Linked DNA regions of Gossypium raimondii: region 1 is linked to region 2. A link is a contact called in public Hi-C data. All regions are on one chromosome and are shown on one strand. Each heading gives the region's core, a stretch centred on a gene start, on an enhancer-like site or on the middle of the called end of the contact. The rest is flanking DNA. Distances are from core to core; before and after follow the strand shown. Region 1 has its middle 19 kb from the start of LOC105767790. Region 2 holds the start of LOC105767830 (thaumatin-like protein 1b).

Region 1 (6,517 bases), core at 3,035-5,534, 330 kb after region 2:
TTATTCGAATTCGAAAACTCAACTCGATTCGAACTCGAAATTTGAAAAAAAAAATCAAGTTGATTCGATTAACTCGAATAACTCGATTCGTTTAACTCGAGATTCGAATTTTTTTTCGATTTTTTCGAGTCGAATCAAGTTTTGCTCACCTTTAATTTCAACTAAAACTTCCTTAGCACCTCATTGATTTATTCGTATTGGGAAGCTTGTATAATTCTTTAATGTTTAACCCGTTTTGAAAGCTAAGCTCAAACTAATCGATTTTGAATCTCTTTTAATTGGGTTTTAATCCATTTTGATTTGGGCTGATCCATTTGTTTTTATTGGATATTAGAAGGGTTTAGGTGTTTGGCCCATTTTCAATTAGGTTCCAGGCTCAATTAACCTTTTATGCCCAATTTTACTTTACCTTTTTATTTAGGATTAATTCACAATTTGGCAACGAAGGTATATTTATTTTTCCACTTTTATACCTTTTTTTTTTTTTGTCTAATTTGATAACTAAAATATAATTCCATTATATATTTTGCTTCAATTTCTTAACACCAGTTAAAAAAATAGGTGGTTAACAAAAACATGTCACCTAACATTTTAATTAAAAATATATTTTATCATAAATTCATATATCAATTTTAAAAATTATAAATATATATAATAGAAAATATACAATAATAAAAGTAAAAAATCATTAATTCCATAAAATAATTTAAATGTTTTAACCCAAAAATCTAACAAAATTTTTGATGTTCTTCGTTATTATATCATGTTATTCGTATGAGAAAAAGAAGGATTAGGTTCTCTTATATTTTTGTTCACACTAACCTAAACAAAAACAAACGCAAAATTATTTACAATATCCTTCAATTAATTTTTTTAATTACATTTAATTTAATTAATTTTAAATTCAAATCATCTTTCTTTTAAAGTTTCAAACCAAAACTCAAACGAAAAAATTTGCAAATTTCGATGTCAATGGCCACCGCCAGCCATCATGCTCCACCACCAGCCGTGGGTTGCTAGTAGTTGTTTGAGTCCAAATTTCATCATTCTCTTGTTTTCGACCCATTCTTTTCATTTTGAGGATATATTTTTTTCAAAAGAACACTAGATTTTTGTATATCTACAAATAAATCTCAAAACTTCAACAACAAACCTAGGTATTTTTCATCGTCAAATTGTCTTCAATTTTCATTATATTTCTTTCCTCTTTATGAGCTTCACTTTCACTATTTCCATCAACCAAACAATACCCCAAACAAATCCATTCTTGCTTTGGCTGAATTTTTGGTTGAAGGTTTTTTATGCCTTTGTTTTCTTTTCTTTTTGGTGTATAGTGATGGTAATTATGATATGAATATGTATATGTGGTAATAGAGAGGAAGATTGTAGTCATGGTTGTTTGTTTTGGGAAGAAAGTGATACAGGAGAAAAGCTTAAACGTCATGAAATTGAAATTCTGTTATGTTCGTTACTTTTATTATTGTTTCTTCAAACGAGGCGTTTTTTACAGAGTTTAATTTAGTGAAACGATGTTGTTTTAGTGAGGTGAAACAGTGCTTTTTCTTTCATGTTTCCTAATTAAAATGGAGTGTATTATGTACACAGTTGTCACTACCAGCTGCCAAGCTAATTAGAAGTTGTTATTCTGACCTTTTAAACTATTGAGAAAAGAGTTGGAAGTTATGAATGAAAACAGTATTCTTATCCTCTTGAATTATGTCTTTTTTCTTTGGTTTTCTTCTTCCTTTTTTGTACTTATTTTTAGAAATTTTAAGCTCGTATCAAGGGTATCAAAGCCATCGATTCTCCATGGCCAACAAGGGTGTCACCACTCAATTGCAGAAGGAAATAGGTCACTTATAGAAAGAGATCTTTCAGCTGCAAAAGATTGGCACAATTTTTTTTACTCAAAGGTAAGGTGGCCATCATGTCCTTACTTGAGATTTATATGCATGAGGCCTGAAGGAGAGATTCGGGTCCAGTTCGTTTTGGACCCCATGGCCGAGTTGGTTTCACTTAAGCAACAGGGTATTGTTGATTAGTACCATGATGCCTTTGTAAGCTTGTTGAACCAATTACATTTGCCTGAAAGTTATGCTCTTAGCATATTTGTCAGTAACCTATAGTGAAAAGTATGCCAATATTTGCAACTCTTCAAGCCCAAGTCATTAGTAGAGGGCTTTCTCGTTTCTCAACAAGTAGAGAATATTATGCTACAATTTGATAGGACCAACTTCAGGAGCTAGTGGTCGAAGTTGGAGCAATTTTTAGAGGCTAAAGGAGTCTTGGATCATGTCAAAATAAGAATTGTCATGCTTCACTCAGAAGGTAACGCTCTAGATTGGCACAAATTTTTTGCTTAAAGGTAAGGTGGCCTTCATATACTTATCTGGGATGTATACGCATGAAGCCTGAAGGAGAGATTCGGGTCCAATTTGTTTTGGACCCCATGGCTGAGTTGGTTTCACTTAAACAACAAGGTAGTGTTGATCAGTACCATGATGCCTTTGTAAGCTTGTTGAACCAATTACATTTGCTTGAAAGTTATGCTCTTAGCATATTTGTCAGTAACCTGTAGTGAGAAGTAGGCTAATATTTGCAACTCTTCAAGCCCAAGTCATTAGTAGAAGGCTTTCTTGTTGCTCAACATGTGGAGAATATTATGTACATAACCATCAATCAAAGGAGTATCCTCAATCAGGTACTAGCAAGACTCTAACATTGTTTTCAACACCTAGAATGTTGCCATCGATTGGATCTACTGTAGGACAGAGTGGACCTACATCTACAAATGGTGGTCACAAGGGACTTGTTAAGTTTCTTTCTCAATGTGAGATGGAAGATAGGAGAAAGAATAGGTTGTGCTTTTGGTTTGTAGCTAAGTACACTCCTGGCCATAAGTGTACTAAGCCCCAATTGTATCAATTGATTGTAGAGCCTCAGTCTGATGTAGAAAGTAAAGCTAAGAATCCCTAATCTGGTGAGTATCAAGACTATCTGGATCAACTTGAACCTAATGGCCAAAAGGAGGAGACTTGTACACCATTGACTATGTCTTTCCATGCCCTACAGGGGTCTCAAGGGTCAAAAATCGTGAGGATGGCAGTACAAATAGGGAATTCCAATGTCATAATACTAGTGGACTCTGGAAGCACCCACAATTTTGTTGATGCCAAGTTAGCTCAACAAATGAACCTCCTTGTGGAACTCTCTACTAGGCTGCAAGTCACTATTGTTGATGGGGGAATCATGTCTACTTAGGGTGTGTGTAGGTTTGTATAGTGGTAGGCACAAGTTCAGTAGTTTGTAACAAATTTCCTAGTCTTAGCTTTCAAGGGATGCGACTTGGTTCTTGGTATTGAATGGTTAACCACTTTGGGGTCCATCATCTGCAATTTCAGTTCTCTTACTATACAGTTTGAATACAATGATTAATGATGTACTCTGAAAGGAATACTTCTAGGAGCCATTCATATTATAACAGCTACTTAAAGCACTAAGTTGGTGCATCTGAATAGTCAAGAGTCCTTATCCATTTCTCATCACATCGAGTATGTGCACCCTTTTACACATGTCAGGCTTGGTTGACAGTGAGGATCTGCAATTGGTATTGGGTGAATTTAAAGATGTTCTCCATTCTCTAAAGGAATATCCACCTCACCGATTGCAAGAACATTGTATTCCCATCAAGGATAAAAATGTGGTAGTGAAGGTTAGGCCATATAGGTATCCTACTGTGCAAAAGTGTGAAATGGAGAGGCTCATAAAGGAAATGCTTGAAGCTGGGGTCGTTCGAGACAATTGTAGCCCTTATTCATCATCCATTATTATGATGAAAAAGAAGGATGGTAGTTGACGCCTTTGTGTGAAATATAGGCAGCTAAATCAATATACCATCAAGGATACCTTCCTTATTCCGGTTATAAAAGAACTACTTAATGAACTAGGGACTGCTTCCTATTTTTCCAAGCTTGATTTACGATCCGGGTACTACCATATTTGCTCGTGGGATAAATACATTCATAAACCTACTAAGACAAACCAATGCCCCTTCCAACTTTCAATCGTTGATGAATTCTATTTTCAAGCCCTTCTTGAGGAAGTTTGTCTTAGTAGTTTTTTATGACATCCTTGTGTACTTGGACAATTGGCCATCACATTTGGAGCATCTTTGAACAGCCCCACAAATCATATAACAACATAAATTATATGCTAAATGGTCCAAATGCACTTTTGGCCCAACTGAAATTGAATATATGGGCTACATCATTTCCAAAGATCAATGGGCATAGATGCCACTAAGGTGGAAGCGGTACTTACTTGGCCTACCCCTACTTGCCTTACGGAGCTTCAATGGTTTCTTTGACTTCTTGGATATTATAGACAATTTATAAAAGATTATGGCACCTTAGCTCATCCCTTAACCAATTTGTTAAAAAAAATATGTCAAGCGGCATTGGTCTTCTGAAGTTTAGGCAGCCTTCCGACAGCTCAAGTCAGCAATGTGTCTGACACCAATTCTAGCCCTACCCAATCTCAACACCAAACTCTGCATTCACACGGATGCCAATAGTCAAGGTATTAAGGAAGCCTTGCAATAGAAGGGACGATCTCTAGCTTATTTCAACAAAGCCTTAGAGATCAAGCATCAAACCTTGTCCATATATAACAAAGAGATGTTGGTTGTTCTGCTACCAGTAAAAAGGTGGCTCCCCTATCTTGTGGGAAAAAGGTTTCACATACGGGAAAATCATCAAAGTTTGAAATTTCTAACTAATGGACATACCATTACTCCTTACCAAAAATAATGGGTTGCTAAAATGCTTGGCCGTGATTACTTGGTGACATACAGGAGGGGAACTCAAAGCGTAGTAGCAGATGCTTTATCTCGAAGACCACAAATAGAAGAGGGACAACTCCTGCAATGCACTAGTAGTATCATTTGGTCTAAAATATGGTTTAGGATTTTAGCTTCCTCACTAGCAGATCCTAAACTACATCAACTTTGCTTAGAGGTTCAACAACAATCACACCTTTACCCTAAGTACTTGTGGAATGGACAGGTTTTGAGGAGGAAAGGAAAAGTTGAAACGGGCAATTATGACACTCTTAGGAATTACCTCTTCAACCATTTCCATAGGGGGTAGCTGGAGGGCATTTTGGAGTCCATGCTACCAAATATCGAATGGCCAGTTTACCCTATTTGAAAGGCCTTTCCAATGACATCAAGGAATGGGTGAAGAAGTGCCCCATTTCCTAAGCTTGCAAATCTGACCAGGCTGCTTCTACTAGCCTACTTGAACCCTTACCTATACTTGATCAAGTATGGTCTGCAGTAAATTTAAATTTTATCGAGGGCCTCCCAAGCTAGAAAAGGAAAGACAATGTTCTAGTTGGGGTCAACTGATTGACCAAGTATGGCCATTTTGTGGCTCTTACTCACCCATTTTCAGCACTTATAGTGGCCTAAGCTTATTTAGATCATACTTATAAACTGCATGGTCCTCCCTGCACCATTGTATCAAATAGGGACTCGGTCTTTCTTAGCAAGTTTTTGAAAGAACTTTTCAAACGCCTTGGCACTGATATCCACATGTCCAGAGCCTACCATCCTTAAATGGATGACCAAACTGAAGTGCTTAACCATTTCTTAGAGGCTTATTTGCATTGTATGGCTGGAGAAAGGCCTAAATAGTGGTCCTTTTGGTTACCTCTTATTGAATGGTGGTACAGCACCACCTACCATTCAGCCATTCAAAAAACTCCCTACGAGGCCTTGTACGGGCAGGAACCCCATCACCATCTACTGTACTTAGTTGGAAATTTTTTAGTAGCAGCAGTAAGCCATAGCCTTCAACAAAGGGAAATAGCTAGGAAACTTTTAAATTTTCACCTCAGAAGGGCACAAGACCATATGAAACAATTAGCAGACCGCAGGAGGAGTGAAAGGGTGTTTCAAATTGGGGATTATGATTACTTAAAATTACAACTCTATCATCAGCACTCATTGAGGAAGCACTATAACTAGAAGCTTTTCCCTTAATATTTTGGACCCTTTCCAGTAGCAACACAAGTGGGGCAAGTTGCTTACAAATTGGCACTACCTGAAGGCTCTCGGATTCATCATACATTTCATGTTTCTCAACTCAAGGAACATGTTGTTCTTGTCCTCACACAGCAATATTTGCCTTTAGTTGGGTCAGATCGCACTCTTCAGAAGATACCAGTCCAAATATTAAATTGAAGAATGGTGAAGCGAGGAAGTAATGTTGTTACGGAAATACTGGTTGAATGGGAAAACACGTTTCCCTAGGATGCTACTTGGGAACACTTTTACAAATTCCAGTAGCTCTATCCCTAGTTTGATCCTTGAGGACAAAGATCCCTTACGTATGGGAGAAATTGATACGATAGGAAAGCTTCAATGGTCATGAAATTGAAATTATGTTATGTTTTTTACTTTTATTATTGTTTCGTCAAATGGTGCGCTTTTTATAGGTTTAGTTTAGTGGAACTG
Region 2 (6,646 bases), core at 3,745-6,244:
CGATAATTTGGTAGTGCAAATGAACGTAAGCCCTGTTTGAAGGGTTGTAGACTAATCGGTTCCAAAGAATATCATTACACCATTATTCCATTCCATCAAATCAAACTACTCTTATAACAATTCCATACAATTACAACTTTATTTCATTCCTGTAGAATAGATATTACATTACAACCCTATTCCATTCCAGTGAACCAAACATACCATAAGTTTACTTTCAAATGTGAAGTTTTTAGACTAATAGTCTGAACTGCAAAATGAGTAAAACCTGTTGAATATAAATGGGTTTTTGTGTGAAAACAAAATGAGAAAAATAAAGTTGTACGATACAAATCACGATTAGTAGCACAAGGCTTTTCACAAAAGTGTGTTATTAATTATAAGGAGACATATTCTCCAATGGTGAATGCTAATTACTTTTATGTATCTTATTAATCTGACAATACATGAAAAGCTAGATTTGTGTCTAATAGATATTGTTACAACTTATTTATATGGATCACTTGATAATGAGATTTATATGAAAATTCTTGAATATTCTCAGGAAAATTGTTCGATGTGTTTACATAAATCTTTATATGGATTGAAACAATCTAGGCATATGTGGTATAATTGACTCAGTGAGTATCTGTTGAAGGAAGGTTATAAAAATGACCCAACATGCTCATGTGTCTTTATAAAAGATTAAAATTAGAGGTTGTTATAATTGTTGTGTATGTTGTTGACTTGAGTGTTATTGGAACTCATGAAGAGATTCAAAAGGCAGTTGATTATTTGAAGAAAGAATTTGAGATGAAAAATATTAGAAAAACTAAGTTTTGTCTCGGCTTACAGATTGAGCACTTTTCAAATGAAATTCTTCTTCATTAATCAACTTATACAGAAAAATCTTAAAAAAATTTATACAGATAAAACACATTCTTTAAGTGCCCCGGTGATTGTAAGATCACTAGATGTAAAAAAAGATCATTTTCATCCTTGTGAGAATGATGAAGAACTTCTTAGTCCCAAAGTACCATATCTTAGTACTATATGAGCATTAATGTATCTTGCTAATAGTACACAACCTGATATAGCATTTGCATAAGTTTATTAACAAGATTTAGTTCTTCTATAATTTGTTGGCATTAGAACGAAGTTAAGCAAATATTTCGATATCTCTAAGGATCTATTAATATAGGTCATTCTATCCAAATGGTTGAAATCACAATTGATCGGCTATGTAGATGTAGTATAATTATCTGATCCACATAGAGCATGCTTTCAAACGAATTGTATTAGCAATCGGAGGTACAACTATATCATAACGCTCAACAAAACGAACTTTAGTTGCTACTTCATTAAACCATGAAGAAATAATTACAATGCATGAAGTCAGTAATGAATGTGTTTGGTTAAGATTGATGACCTAACATATCCTACAGATGTGTTGTATATCATCCAGAAAAATGATCCCAACTATTTTGTATAAAGATAATGTAGCATGCATAGCTCAATTGAAAAGAGGGTGTACATCAAAGGAGACAAACCAAAATATATTTAACTGAAATTCTTCTTCACTCGTGACCTTCGTGATATAGATGTTTAACAAATTTGTTCATGTGAAAATTTGACAGATTTGTTCACTAAAGCACTACTGACTAACACATTTGATAAGCTAGTCAATGGAATTGGTAAGCATTGACTTAGGGTGGGTTTAGATGGACGGTAGAGTGTGGTGCGGTGCGGTGCGTTTAGCTTACTTTTTGTCTCATGCTACAGTATCGCTACAGTATCTAATCTCACCACTACTGTTGTTTTTACACTAACCGCAGGTAAACGCACCACCCATCCAAACTTACCCTTAGAGATATCATGTAAGGTTCTCATGAGGGAAATAAAATACATGCTATAATTTTTTCCCTTAATCGAGGTTTTGTCTGTAACGCCCCTAACCCAAATCCGTCACCAGAACAGGGTTACAAAGCATTACCGGAGTTTACAAATTAATTATCAGACATTTCATTTCATCTAGCATTCATATTTGAGACCAATCAAAATCAAAACATTAATGAGCCAACGTTGGCCAAATTTACTTATACATGCCATTATAAGCAGAATCAAATCATCCAAAATTACCGATAGAACCAATGGATAGTGTGATAAAACTCCGACAAGCTTCCAACCTAATTGAGCTTCCGATAATCTGAAAAGTAAAGAAAAACAAGTACGTAAGCAATAAATGCTTAGTAAGCTCGTATAAACTTTAATCATGTTCATTCATTTCAAATATGAAATTTATAATTATCAAGAATAATTTAATATTGATACCACAATGCTCATGTGGCTATATTCATCAACTCATAGGTAAATAAATCCACATCATCACTTGTACAATTATCCCTAGCAATATAGGAGTTTAAACAACTTTATACTCTTTCGAATTCCTTTATTTTCATTTGCATTTCTTTACTTTCTACACTCATTCCATATGCATAACACACCAGTCATAACCATATCATTCAACCGTAGCCACAAGCTAATACATTTAAACATAGCCTTTTTTCGAATTAATCATATAATAGGTCTTTTCTTAAGAAATTACATATCTTTAAACTTACCACTCTTTCATGAACACAAGAATATTTTCATTTGAGCACTTACCATTTCAATGCATCTTATAATTAAGCATATTACCATTCAACCAATAGCTTGGCATTTGCCTAAGCATCAAACAACAAACTTGTTAGCGTACTTGAACATATTTCATATAATTTCAACATCGATAACCTTACTATCTTAACATGTTACACTTGAGTTTATTACTTGTCTCCACTTACATAATTTTCATATATCAACATATCAAGGTATTGATATAAATTCATATCATAATACATATCATTCTCTTACCATTTCTTCATATACATATATATCATTCAAGAAAACTCGCGATATTTTACCTCTCAAAGAACAACTTACGGATATGAGTACATCATTTTTAGAAGCCCGAAGGCTAAACAGAAGCTCATGAGAGCTAAACAGATAGTAAACACGAATATTCGCAACAAATGCTGAACCTTAGTTTACTTGGCTAATTTATCGTCAATTCATCATTGACATTTTTCCGTCAATTCATCATTTACATTTGTAGTGCCATAACCCAGTTATGGTCTTATCATCAAAATGTCATAGCCCAGCTATGGTCTTACATATAAACACTGTCACGGTCCAACCATGGTCTTACATTCATAGTGCCATAACCCAATTATGGTCTTATCATCAGAATGTCATAGCCCAGCTATGGTCTTACATATAAATACTGCCATGGTCCAACCATTGTCTTACGTTCATAGTGTCATAACCCAATTATGGTCTTATCCGTCAATTCATCCTTTGGCATAGAACGACTGTACTTAATCCCGCGTTCAATCAAAACTGAGTATTAAATTCGATAATATATTTCCAATAATAATTCAATTCCAACAATAGAACACACATATATATAATATACATCACCAAATAACATTCACTTTAATCAAAATTATACAGAATATAGTTCATACAAACTTACCTAGCTAAATGCAGAAATACCAAGATTCAGGGGCATTTTGTTAATTTTCTATTTTCCTCGATTTTTCACCCGATCTTGATCTGTAGCAAAAATAGGAAAACCAGCTTGAGCTCTCCCCCTTCTCTGTTTGGACCGAAAATATGAAGAAGAAATGTCTACAAATTCTTTTAAATTCAATTTGTCTTATTTAATTTCAATTTACTTACCATTTTGCCATTAAATGGCTTTATTTTATTATTTTCTTCTCTTATGCCGCCTCATCCTTTTCCTTTAGGCAAAATTGCTATTTAGATCCTTCCTTATTTATTAAACATGCGATTTAATCACTTAATTATTATAATTAGCAAATTTTGCACATTTTCAATTTATTCCTTTTAATTAATTAACTACCAAAACAATAAATTTTTTCAACGAAACTTTAACACTACCTTATTGACATTCCGTAAATATTTATAAAAATATTTACAGCTCAGTTTATAGAAACAAGGTCCCGATACCTCATTTTCTAAAACCACTAACCGAATAAATCATTATAAAACACAAATTACTAATTCAAAAACCTTTCTAAAATCATATTTGACTCGTAAATATTAAATAATAAAATTTACGAGCTTACTTGCCGGATTTGGTGGCCTCGAACCATTGTTTCCGGCATCACTGAAAATCAGGCTATTACATTGTCCCACTAGATTTTATTAGTAAGGTTTTTAATGAGGCAATATGTGATGTGTATTATAGATATGTGTACTTTTTTTCGTTCACTAAGGATTTTTTTTTCATAAGGTTTTTCTCTTAATAAGGTTTAATAAGACACATTATCCATAGATGGACATCCAAGGAGTGTTATAAATATTTTATTATTATAGAAGTGAATGCCCACTAGAATAAGACATTTGATGTACCGTGAACTTTAATATATATTAGAAATAGATTTTTATTTTATTTATATTTATTATATTTATAAATATAAACTTAAAAAATTTGTTAACATCCATAAATTTTTTCCTTTCTTACTCTCCTTATCTTATAACACTGAACATTGATTAGTATTTCGTAATAAAAAATTTAGTAGAATTTAATTCAAAATTATTTTTGTTTAAAATAGAAAACACCAGCGTAAGCAGCGTTAGTTCTAGTAAAATTAAATATAATCATGACTTTTTCAAAGTTAGTTGCGATAGAAGTCTATATAGTCCATGTTAAAATCCAATTCCGTATGCATTGAAGATTATATTGTTTCCGGGGCATGCTTATCAGTTCTTATACTAAGGCTCTTTAAATAACGAAAAGGAAACAATTAATTAATCAATTGTTTAAGCAAAGATGAAGTCATGGATCTTTGGCCTTTCCTTGCTTACCCTAATCTCAGGTAACAAACAAACCTCAAGTACCATTCTTTCTCTGCAACTCTAGTAACTCATCACCATTTCATTTGCAAGATTTAATGCTTAAATGCTTGTAATGGTTCTAGAATTTTTATCATTTTCTTATATTGCAGAGTCTCACATGGCAACTCTCTACACTAGAAACAACTGTCCATTCACTGTCTGGCCAGGAACACTTACTGGCGCTGGTATACCTCAATTGTCCAACACTGGGTTCGAGTTAGCCCCACAGGCATGGAATGCCATTACTGTTATTGCTCCTTGGTCAGGCAGACTCTGGGCTCGAACCCAATGCTCAACCTCCTCCGGATTGTTCACTTGTGCCACTGCAAACTGTGGGTCGGGCCAGGTTGCCTGCAATGGTGTAGGTGCTGTCCCTCCTGCAACCCTTGTAGAGTTCACTCTAGCACCAAATGGAGGACAAGATTTCTATGATATCAGCCTAGTAGATGGCTTTAACTTGCCGATTTCAGTAACCCCACAAAGCGGCTCGGGTCCAAACTGCACCATAACTAGCTGTTCGGCAAATGTGAATGCAATTTGCCCACCAGAGCTGATTGTTAAAGCATCTTGTGGGAATGCCATAGCCTGCAAAAGCGCATGCCTAGCTTTCAATCAGCCTAAGTACTGTTGCTCTGGTGAATATAATTCACCCCAGAAATGTGAACCCACAAATTACTCGATGGTTTTCAAGAACCAGTGCCCTCAGGCTTATAGTTACGCTTATGATGATAAAACTAGCATTTTTACCTGCTCTGGTGCACCTAATTACCTTATCACTTTCTGTCCATGAAACCTTAGCAGCAGGAGTAGGCTTTATCTGTTTTGCATTCATTAATAAAGAAAATGTTAGTACTGCTGTTTATATGTTTTGCACATTCTTATAGTTTTTCTAATTTTACTTTTTATCCTGTTATTTTCATGTCCCATCTAATATGGTATTAAGGTCGGCTTTTATTACATTTAGTGGACAGCCATTTGCTTTTTACGAAAATCTATCAGGGTGAGGGGATTAATGTTGCTAACCTCTTTTCAAAAAACAAAAAAAAAGATGTACTCTTTTTTATTCGACTGCTAGTCCGAAATCCTCTTTTTTTTTGTGTGTGTGTGTATGTGTGTACAAGAGGAGAAAATCCACTAAAATCAACCTAGCTGTGGACAAGCTAAACCGACGCTATCATTATGTAGATGCTGAAGAACTTCATCCGGTAGGTACAAGAAGGAATGGACCCCCAGCGAGCATGAGTATGCCATCGACGCTAATCGATCAGCCACTTTGTTCCCTTCTTTATACGTGTGTTGCACTTTTAGCTTTCCGAGGTAGTTGTAGGAGACCAATAATAGTTCGAAGAACCTCGGAGTGATGCTGTGCTGATAACCTGTTTCGAATAAGCTGCGTCGCAACTAAGCTGTCCAAGTCAAGGATGATAAGGCGCAACCCCAGCTTCCGTGCTCTTGAGATTTTAAGATTGAACACAGATACATATACCATGTGGCCACAGCCCATTAGCATAAATAAAACAATGGTATAATAACTTATTTGGTCCTCCAACTTTATAAAAAAAGTCATTTTAGTCTTTTAGCCTTTAAACTTGCATTGTTCGTTAAATCATCCCAAAATAAATAAAAAAAGTTAACCGTCTATTCACTTTGTTGACATGACATCCATGTTGCAGTCCACATATAAAATGTTAGCAATTAATTATTTTTT

What was found. Hi-C and Micro-C count contacts between places; a contact is called where the count stands out from the background.
Region 1: a Hi-C map of leaf shows a contact between it and region 2, with 2.3 times the contacts expected there. The contact joins the enhancer-like site here to the promoter of LOC105767830 in region 2. A contact is called at or near these places in 2 of 2 Hi-C or Micro-C datasets (both in leaf).

Annotation. Positions count from the first base shown.
Region 1 is chr4:17,400,752-17,407,268 of ASM2569854v1, forward strand. No RefSeq gene overlaps it. Among protein-coding and RNA genes, the nearest start is that of LOC105767790, 19 kb to the right of the region's middle. Within about 2 kb of position 4,285, the one cell type or tissue checked has open chromatin away from gene starts, as enhancers often do. A contact at or near this core is called in leaf, where this site is marked.
Region 2 is chr4:17,074,318-17,080,963 of ASM2569854v1, forward strand. LOC105767830 (thaumatin-like protein 1b) reads left to right here and starts at 4,995. Exons shown (of 1, transcript XM_012587401.2): 1 at 4,995-5,728. The coding sequence starts at 5,003. The coding sequence ends at 5,728.